Linked DNA regions of Anas platyrhynchos: region 2 is linked to region 1. Evidence: chromatin contacts called from public Hi-C data. All regions are on one chromosome and are shown on one strand. Each heading gives the region's core, a stretch centred on a gene start, on an enhancer-like site or on the middle of the called end of the contact. The rest is flanking DNA. Distances are from core to core; before and after follow the strand shown.

Region 1 (4,237 bases), core at 185-2,684:
ACCATAGATGAACTTATGCACCTAGAATGCTTTCATGTGTGCTTTCATGTGTGGAGAAAAAGAAAAATCGTATTAAGGAACTAACAAAAATAACATGAAAAATGTACTGTATGACCAGGTATTTTTCTTTTTTCAACAGCCACAGTACTACATCTGTGTGTGAACTGTCCTCCAATGAAACCAGAAACAATGAAAAAGAAGATCCCTCGATCATGGATGAGATGCCATTTCTGAGTTTGATACCCAGAGATATTCTATCTGATTATGAAGAGAGCAGTGTCATTCAGGAAGTACGTAAAGAATTAGAAAGTCTGGAGGACCAAGTGGGTTTGAAGTCTGAGCCTGATTCAGCTCATGACCCATTCCTGGGAGATGAGGTATAAAGTCCAAACTCCAGTTTAGTTATTTCTAGATTTTTTTTTTGTCTAGTGTCTTGCTTATATGAACAATACATACTGCTGGATAGAAGTGCAATAAACATCATCTTCATTAAGCATCCTTTTCTGTGCAAACCTGCATGTACAAATTCTTGTTCAATTAATTCCATCTTTGGACAAAACCTTCCAAAGACAAATAAGATATCAGTGTTTCTTTTGGATTAGTACTTTTCCCTAGTACAGTAGAAATAAATATATCAGAACTTGTACTCATTAAAAGACACAAACAAACATACATAATCTTAAATTAATAAGGACTATACAAGCTACCTTTGAGTATTTCCTGCACATATATTTGGATTTATTTTTCTGGAACAAGAACATCTATTTTACGCTGTTTCAGTGGTTTTTTGTTTGTTTGTTTTTGTTTTGTTTTTTGTTTTGTTTTGTTTTGTTTTTCCTATAGGAAATGTGATAGGTGAAGCTGCAACATACAGATTTTATATTCCCCACCACCACCACACACATCTTGGGAGGAAGGATGGAAAGAAAGGCTGCTTACCTTTTTAGATGAATATACCTAGTTTTCAGCTGTGTACAATGGAAGTCATCTGTTCTGCAGCAAACTTCAGTATGACTGAAAAATGGTGTTCCATAGCTACAGAGTATATCCCTTGAGTTTTGTACTTACATAAGGAAGTATGACCCCACTGCATTAGAAAAAGTCTATTTTTCCCATATAAGCATGCACTTATATGCATACAAGAACAAATTGCTTTCTGTATAGGAGCTTTAAACTTGACTGCTCAGGGCTTTATCTCTCAAGGGCAAAATCTATTATTTAAAATTGCAGAAAAAACAGCTAAATGGGCTGAATACAAGGAATATTGATTCCCATTGTACACTAAATATATACATACCAATATATAGAAGAATAGCTCAACTGTAGTTACAAGGCTGTTCCTAAGTTAGAGCTAAATACAGTGCCACTGTGTGTGCTACGAACACACCTTCTTGCGTAAGATCAATTGAGGGTTCTGTACACTGCGCTCTGTTTTCACTTAGTCTTCTTGAGAGATAAAGGCAGCGAACAAACTGATTACTCTGAGCAGTGAGTCAACCTAGATTGCTTCTTGTTCATGTTCAGAGATTTATACTTCTCCCACTTGACTATGTACATTCAGAGAAGATTCTTAAGGTGTTTCATGCTTTTAATACACTTCATAGGTATTACAATCTGTCTGTAACAAAATATGAATATCATCAGTACCATGTTGACAAGTCATTGATATAAGAAATCAGTATCAAGCTAAGAGCAAAATCTAATCCATCAAACGCCCTGGCTCCCAGCTATTTCAGCCATTTGCTTTGATGGCTTTTATACCATTAATGATTTTTGGATGTACAGATTTCACTATCATTGGACATGTTGAAAGATGTCATGAGGCTCCAGACAAATAATTTTTCATGGAGCTTGTTCCCAAATACCATCCCCTGCTGCTTAAGTCTAATCTGAACTGCTGAGCATCAATAACTTAACGAGTTGCAGACTGCACTACTAGCCTTCAAGTCTTTCACCACTTCAGGTCTGTGAAAGCTTTTCAATAAATTCCTTGTGTGGCAGAATTAATGTGAACAAAGATCATTATGGACAAGAAGGTTATTTCATCAGAACAGCCTGGCTTTTAGTTTAAGGATTCTTTCCTACCACCAAGTCTCAATCCAACACATACACATGTTCTCTGACATGGTACCATGAATTTACCTTTCCTTCTATCCCAAGCAAAATTCCAGTGCTTTAGAGACAACCCTTCTATACAATCAGAAGGCATTAAATTTCATTGCGATTTTCCTGTTAAAAACAGTACTTCAAGAAAGCAAGGACTGTCCATAAATACTACCCTATATAAGGATACCATTATAGTCCCTTCAAGTATCCTGATGCCTCAGTCCCTGACTTTATCAGAAATCAGATTAATTCTGCAGAAATCTTACTAATTAGAAACTCAAGGGATTTTTGTTTCTTTAAAATGCACAAATTCATAATTATCAGAATGTAAAGCTGATGCTGCTAAGTATCTCCCCGGATAACCCAGAATATATTCCAATACAAATACACAGAAGGAACTGTGCCACTGGAGAGGTAATCATTATAAAGATGCCTCTCTGTCCTCTATCCAAATTTCAATCAAGACCTACAGGGTTAAAATTTATTTAAAAAAAAAAAAAAAAAAAAAAAAAGTGTTTAACTAAAGTTTCCTAAAAGGGGCTAAAGATGAAGCAATTTTTTGGTATTCTTTAGTTACTACTACTTCTACTTCTTCCAGCAACTCTAAGGATTCCTCAGCAGCCTATACACACATAAGTGGCAGTTCAGTGAAGCTATTCTACCTACTGGGTGGTACTCACACCGTGTTTCCTTCTGCTTCCATCTCATTTGTGTGGGACATGAAGTGTCACAGCTTCAACAGAAAAGGAAGAACAAGGGAATTCCTCTGTGCAGCAGTGCCTGGCTCTCAGGCTGCTGGATTCCTCAGGCTTTTTAGGTTACTGTGCATCAGCAAGCAGAAAACCAGTTCGGTTCTTCAGACTCCTTTTTTTTCTCTCTGGACCAAAACTTAGCTGCCAATCATATCCCAAGCCTAGCAGTTTCACTGGTATGGAATTAAATTCTGAAAAGAAAACAACTGAAAAAAATGCAGTGCGAATATAAATCCGGGGGAACAGCAGACAGGCTACAAATTCCCATAATACTCTGTGTATGGAATGTCCACATATATACACAAATATACAGACTTAAAATTCTGGCATTGCCTTGGAAAAGCCTATGTCCATGAAATAACTGCCATTTTTCAAATAAAAACCACAACATTTAATGACTAAAATGCAACAGAATGAACAAAGGTTTTATTGGCATGTTCATTGTTGTAAACAGCATCTGGCATGAAAAAGTTTACCAAAATCTTTTGATTTTATAAATTAGGTGTTTCTTCAAAAACTAAGGAGAATTGTTCTCTATTGATCTTTATGGATCAAAGCAAAAAATTGCTGTTCCTAGGCTTTGCAATGAAATCATGTTGACTGCATAAGTCTTTGCACCACAACCTGAAATACCAAGTTTATATGTTGAGGTGTTAGAGATTGCCCCCATATTTGACTACGAATAGCTATGGAATCAACTCCAGGAAAAAATAAAATTACTTTCAGCAGGTGGAGAAGATGTGAACTTGTAATAGTCTCAAAAACAAAATGTACAAAAGAGTAGCTGAACAAAACAAAAAACTTCATTAACAAGGGGAATACAACCCTAAAGTACCCAGCATTATCAAACAAAAGGAATACAAATTTAAATAGGTAACTACACTTTCAAATGTACACAATGAATGTTGATATGTGAAAAGAAATACCATGGTAAATAGCTGAACTGCAGTTCTGTTAAATGGATAGGGCAAGTTTTATTTACACATTGGATGCAATATAATAGAGCTGCTCATCGGGCTTCTGTAACCTGTTAAAAAACAAATTTACCTTTCTACAGCATTTCTGCAAAAACGAAGTAACCCTGGCTGACAGCTTTCTACAAACCTCTCAGACCACCCGTTTTATGGGAAAACATTCTCAAGACCTGTACGCTTGTAGCGCTTCCATTACATTTTTAAACCCTTTTTTGCTGCTTTTCCATAACCAATGTGTTAACATTTACTTCAGACTGTCTGATGAGGTAATGTGTGTATCAGTGAAACAAACAAAAGGATTCTTTCATGGCCTTTGCACAGCTTTTATTATTAAGCTATGAGTAGCCTGTTTGAGGCTAGTTTCACTAGCTACTATGTGCACACTGTCCTCAAAAAAAATTTCCA
Region 2 (4,613 bases), core at 667-3,166, 47 kb before region 1:
TAAATTCCTACCTATACAAAAATTAAGTGTAAATATTAAGTGTAAAAATTAAGTGTAAAAATTGTTCATTTTTAACTGTTGCATAATGGTAAACTCCTTTTTTATAGGCTGCAGTGATTTGAAGCCTGTAAAAGTGACATTAGGAAATGCAAACCACTTTACAACAGCATGTCCCTGTAATCAGAGGGTAGCTTCTGCAGCAAATTCACAGCTAGAGCTGTCTTCTGTGTTTGTATATTGATTTCACCACTGGTAAATAAAAAGAATTTGTGTGTGTCCCCCCCCCTCCCCCCTTACAGATGTCTGCTTCAAAATTCAAGGTTTTGAAGAAACCTTCACTTGAAAGCCATTTTAAATATTAAGCATCAATAACATTAATCTTGAAAAAAATAATAATAAATTAACAATCATGATACTCATGATATTGTGAAATCTAGTGTTAAGATCTAGAGAAAAATGAAGTGATACATGACATTTTAAAAGTTTGTATTTACACACACTGCTTATTTAATTTAATCATGGTATGTCAACTAGGCCCATCCAACAATTTTAGCATGCATGATAAAAGGGATCTTTTATCAAAAGGAATTAAGGTAAGACAAGCAGGCTAAAAAACAGACTCCTGAGAGATCAAAAGGAAAAATAAAGCAATTTGCTTGCCTGAAGGACAGGGAAAGCCCCATTTAACTAAACTCCCAGAAGGAAAGGTAGCATGTACATAGCCTGAGAAATTCCATCAATGGCACAATTTATCCTCTTGATGTCATTGAATGGTTAATGACTGTAGATACACGTAAGAATGATCAGCCACATTCTGTTCTTAGCTGTAGCCATGCAACCCAGATGTGAGCAACCAGAGCTTAACCGGTGGTTGTTTTTTTAGATCATTTACTTCAAACGTTCATTTATGTGCGTATAAATGATGGTGGTTTGTGTCCCATATTTCTTCTGCTGCTGCATCCCAAGCCGTTCCTGTAAGGCAGATTCAAGGTACTGTGGAGATGAAAATGATGGGTACAGTGGGGATTTTAAATGGACTCCCTGCTTCCCTGAAGACATGCTGCAAACACAAGCCGTAACTGCCCACCCAGGTTGAACAGGCTGTGGTCCAGACCTGTCCTCACACATAGCCTCCATTCACTGCAGCTGGATTTCACAAGAGCGACTAAGGGCAGAGCGCAGCCGTTGTGTTTCAAAACATTTGCAGAATGATTGGACATAATTCTTTGAAGAGGATTTAATTTTCTTAATGGGTTTGAGTAAACCATCAGCCTCCACAGCTGCATGGGGAATACTTCAGGAGACTTCACGCGGCATACTTCAGCAAAGCAAAAGTGCACAAAGTCATACCTGTTGGACACAACATCTCAGAACAGAGCTGTTCCTCTCAGATTTCTACTGCACAGTATATTTTAAAAATATTGAACTAACCAATCTCAATGACTGATTTTACTGTACTAGAGACTAGAATTTTTTCCTCAACAGTATAGTTAATATTCCTTCTCACATAAGCATTTTAATATAAATATACATATGAAAGTGCCTTCATCCCTGAAGCCAAATGAAGGTGTTCTTTTGAAAGCGGAAAAGTTAAAACTGTAAGCAGATGTCTCTGAAGCCAGCTTGCTTTCAGTGCTCATTCAGCAAATACCTTCTACTTGCTTGCTTTCAGTGGCCAAAGATCTGACTTCTGCGCTCTGAAAAATGCCCGTCATGGTGCCTGGGTGAGTTGCAATGGTCACGAGTCCATCAGTTCTGGAGGCCAAGCTGAGGAAGCTTGAGTTAGCAGTGCCATTCCCCACGTGCCTCTCTCTGCCTGACTCACCTTTCTGACACTTTTCCTGCCCTGACTGGACTGGTCGTACTTGCACTCTGCCCTCTGCTCAGCCTATCTCAGCAAAACCCATGTGTTAAGCAAGCAGCTGTCTGTTGCAATCTCTCAGTGAGAAGCAGGAGGCCCATGGAGACCAAGGGCACTCTCTAGAACAGGGCAAAAAATCTTCCTAAAATGACCAAACCTGTGACCTTGTTATAAAATCTGACTGTCCTGAAAGGATAAGGTTTATTCCTCACTGCCTCCTGTCTGCCAACAAAGAATCTGACCCCTTCAAATCAGCACCAACTTACATGGCAGGGAGCCACAGGAAAGCTAGCACTTCAGGTTAGCGTTCCCTTTCCCCTGCTTTAACCTTTATAATCAAATATCAAAAAGAATGAAAACAAACCACTGCTGCAGTCATTGGCACATTACATTTTCTGTTCTCACCAGCACATTTTATAGGTCACTGTTAGGCCAAGGAAACATAACACAGCGTTCCTTCCCCCCCCCCCTCCCCCCTTCCCCCTCCCAACCCTCCCCTTTTTAAATTTGAAAGCAGGTATCTTCTTCCAAGCTAAATACTTTTAACTACTGGACTTCACAGAAAAAGAAGGTCATAAGCTGACTCATCAATAGCCATAATAAATGTGTAAAAGATCCTGGACATCGGATCATGTAAGTTATATGAATGGCAGGTATGAAAGATGGTCACCACCCAAGAAAACAGATGTATGTGTTCTTAAGGTTTACCATGATTTATGAAGTAATAAACATCTTACAGCAGAGCAAAATGTCCTGGGCCTGATCATCTCACATATTATCACCTACATGTATCTATACACATCTTTTATATACTTGTTTTACACCTCATGCACAGAATGAGCTCTCAACTAAATGAAAGTGGATAAGGGAGACACTTTTATGCCACTTTGTGTGAGGCATAAACATACAACAGCTTACTTTTACAAGGTGACTTGCTATTTTCACTGAAAGAGAGGACAGTAGTTAAAAAATCTAAGAAATAACTGTAAAGATGCCTTTATCCAAACATTTTATATTCCAAGCATTTAAAATACTGAAAAAGTGTCCTTTGTAGTTACTATCTAGCACCACCAGCTGGATGCTCTAAGGAACTAAGACCTAGATTTTTACTGCTTAAAGATGGAAATCCTAGCAAAATGATCTTATGTTCCTGTACACGATTCTTCTCTTGCTGGTAAAGTATCAGCTGTAAATACCTGGCACCAATGGCATGACAGGATGACCTGGCTGAATTTTATTCATTTTGTTCAGCAGCAGCTGTCAAGTGAAACCTTGGATATACCAAAGGATGCCCATCTGTATGTTTTGTACCTCTGGTGGAATCTCATGCCAGTGAATACAACACTTGCCACGATCCTGCATGGAAAGAACCTGTCCATCCCACCTACTCGCACACCCCTATGGGTGCGAGCATTCATGCAGATTTTGCTCAGCCTCATCTCTCCCAGCCATACTAGCAGTGTGCTCTGAGCAAGCAGCCGGGCACTGTGTGTCAGGTGTGCCAGCACAAGAACAATGGTTCGCTTGGGTAGGTTGCTGTAGCACACTGTAATTTCCTGCAGGGCTGTTTCTAACATCTGGGCTACCAGAGGATGCTAACAACCTTTCCACACAGGAAAGTAAAGGAAAAAGTTTCAGATATCTAGATAGCACCTCATAGGATTTTTTTTTTGTGAACCCCATTCCAGTCCAGTTGGAGTCTGGCAAACTAGCAGTTATAGTGATAAGTACTTGGCATATATCACCCCTTATGTGGAGGACACAAAGTGTGCTAAGCAGAAGCTAAACGTGTCATTCCATTTTACTCGTTGGCAGAGAAGTGGGTAACGTAAGATATGCAAAAACATTACTGCTTAACACAAAGCAGCACAAACATATCAATCACACAGCAGGCTGCTGCTGTCCTTATTCCTCTGCCAGCTATGATGAATGGCATGAAAGCGAATAAAAATGACCTCCTGTGGATTCAGAATAGGTGTGGTGGTGGCAGGAGACTGGATCTTTACTCCCAATCCTGGAGGCAAAACTGCTGCGTACAGATGTCCTTTTTGTCTGAAACTGGATACTCCTCTGTACTTAAAAGACAAAGTAGCTCTGTTGCAAGCCCAGAATGGGAAGGGTGAGTAAATGCCTGAGATATGATATTTTATGTCCAGTGAGCTCAAAGGCATCATCCCTTCCTCCTGTGAGTTTTGGTCCAAGAAGAGTCAACACCTAAAGCTTTGCAAGAATCATTCTTCCTTCCCAGACTGGATTTCTTGTGCAACACATGCTGAGGGTACATAATCCAGCTCTGAAGAAGCAGGTCAAGTGGCACAGTGACATGGACTGAAAACAGAAAAGGATTAGTGAGGCTGAGTCTTGTCATAGTAAGCAGTGATTAACTTTGGGGTTCTTTGCTTTTGACATTCAGATCATGTAAAATCATGGCATTATTTCAGTGCCAGACAGACTCAAGTCTGAGCCCTTGCCTTCATAACAGACACATGACAGATAAAGCAGATTGTACCAGCTGAGTAAAAAGCAGAAGTTGAAAATGAGTAAAAGGTATTCATAAGAACTTCTGCTTTGATGGAAACTTTGCTATACCTGCAGATAAATAAACTACAAAATTTGGCACAAGAGGAGCCCAGGACTGGAATAGCAGGAATGTTGCAGATCAAGATTAATGTGCATTGGCAGAGCTACACGGAGAAACATGCATGGCACCTGTCTCCATGGTGCCTGTCTTGAGCTAATGACGTTAATCTCC

The links. A called contact is a pair of places that touch in the nucleus more often than the background predicts.
Region 2: a contact with region 1 is called in a Hi-C map of F1 follicle, with 2.2 times the contacts expected there. The contact joins two enhancer-like sites. A contact is called at or near these places in 2 of 8 Hi-C or Micro-C datasets (F1 follicle and subcutaneous adipose tissue).

The regions. Positions count from the first base shown.
Region 1 is chr5:65,879,163-65,883,399 of IASCAAS_PekinDuck_T2T, reverse strand. USP47 (ubiquitin specific peptidase 47) reads right to left here. Exons shown (of 28, transcript XM_027461215.3): 28 at 2,601-4,237. It overlaps DKK3 (dickkopf WNT signaling pathway inhibitor 3), which reads left to right. Exons shown (of 7, transcript XM_027461217.3): 7 at 140-498. The coding sequence ends at 383. Among named protein-coding and RNA genes, the nearest start is that of DKK3, 29 kb to the left of the region's middle. Within about 2 kb of position 1,434, at least 3 of the 8 cell types and tissues checked have an H3K27ac peak or open chromatin away from gene starts, as enhancers often do. A contact at or near this core is called in F1 follicle, where this site is marked.
Region 2 is chr5:65,925,809-65,930,421 of IASCAAS_PekinDuck_T2T, reverse strand. It overlaps a transcript of MICAL2 not described here. Among named protein-coding and RNA genes, the nearest start is that of MICAL2, 18 kb to the left of the region's middle. Within about 2 kb of position 1,916, at least 7 of the 8 cell types and tissues checked have an H3K27ac peak or open chromatin away from gene starts, as enhancers often do. A contact at or near this core is called in F1 follicle, where this site is marked.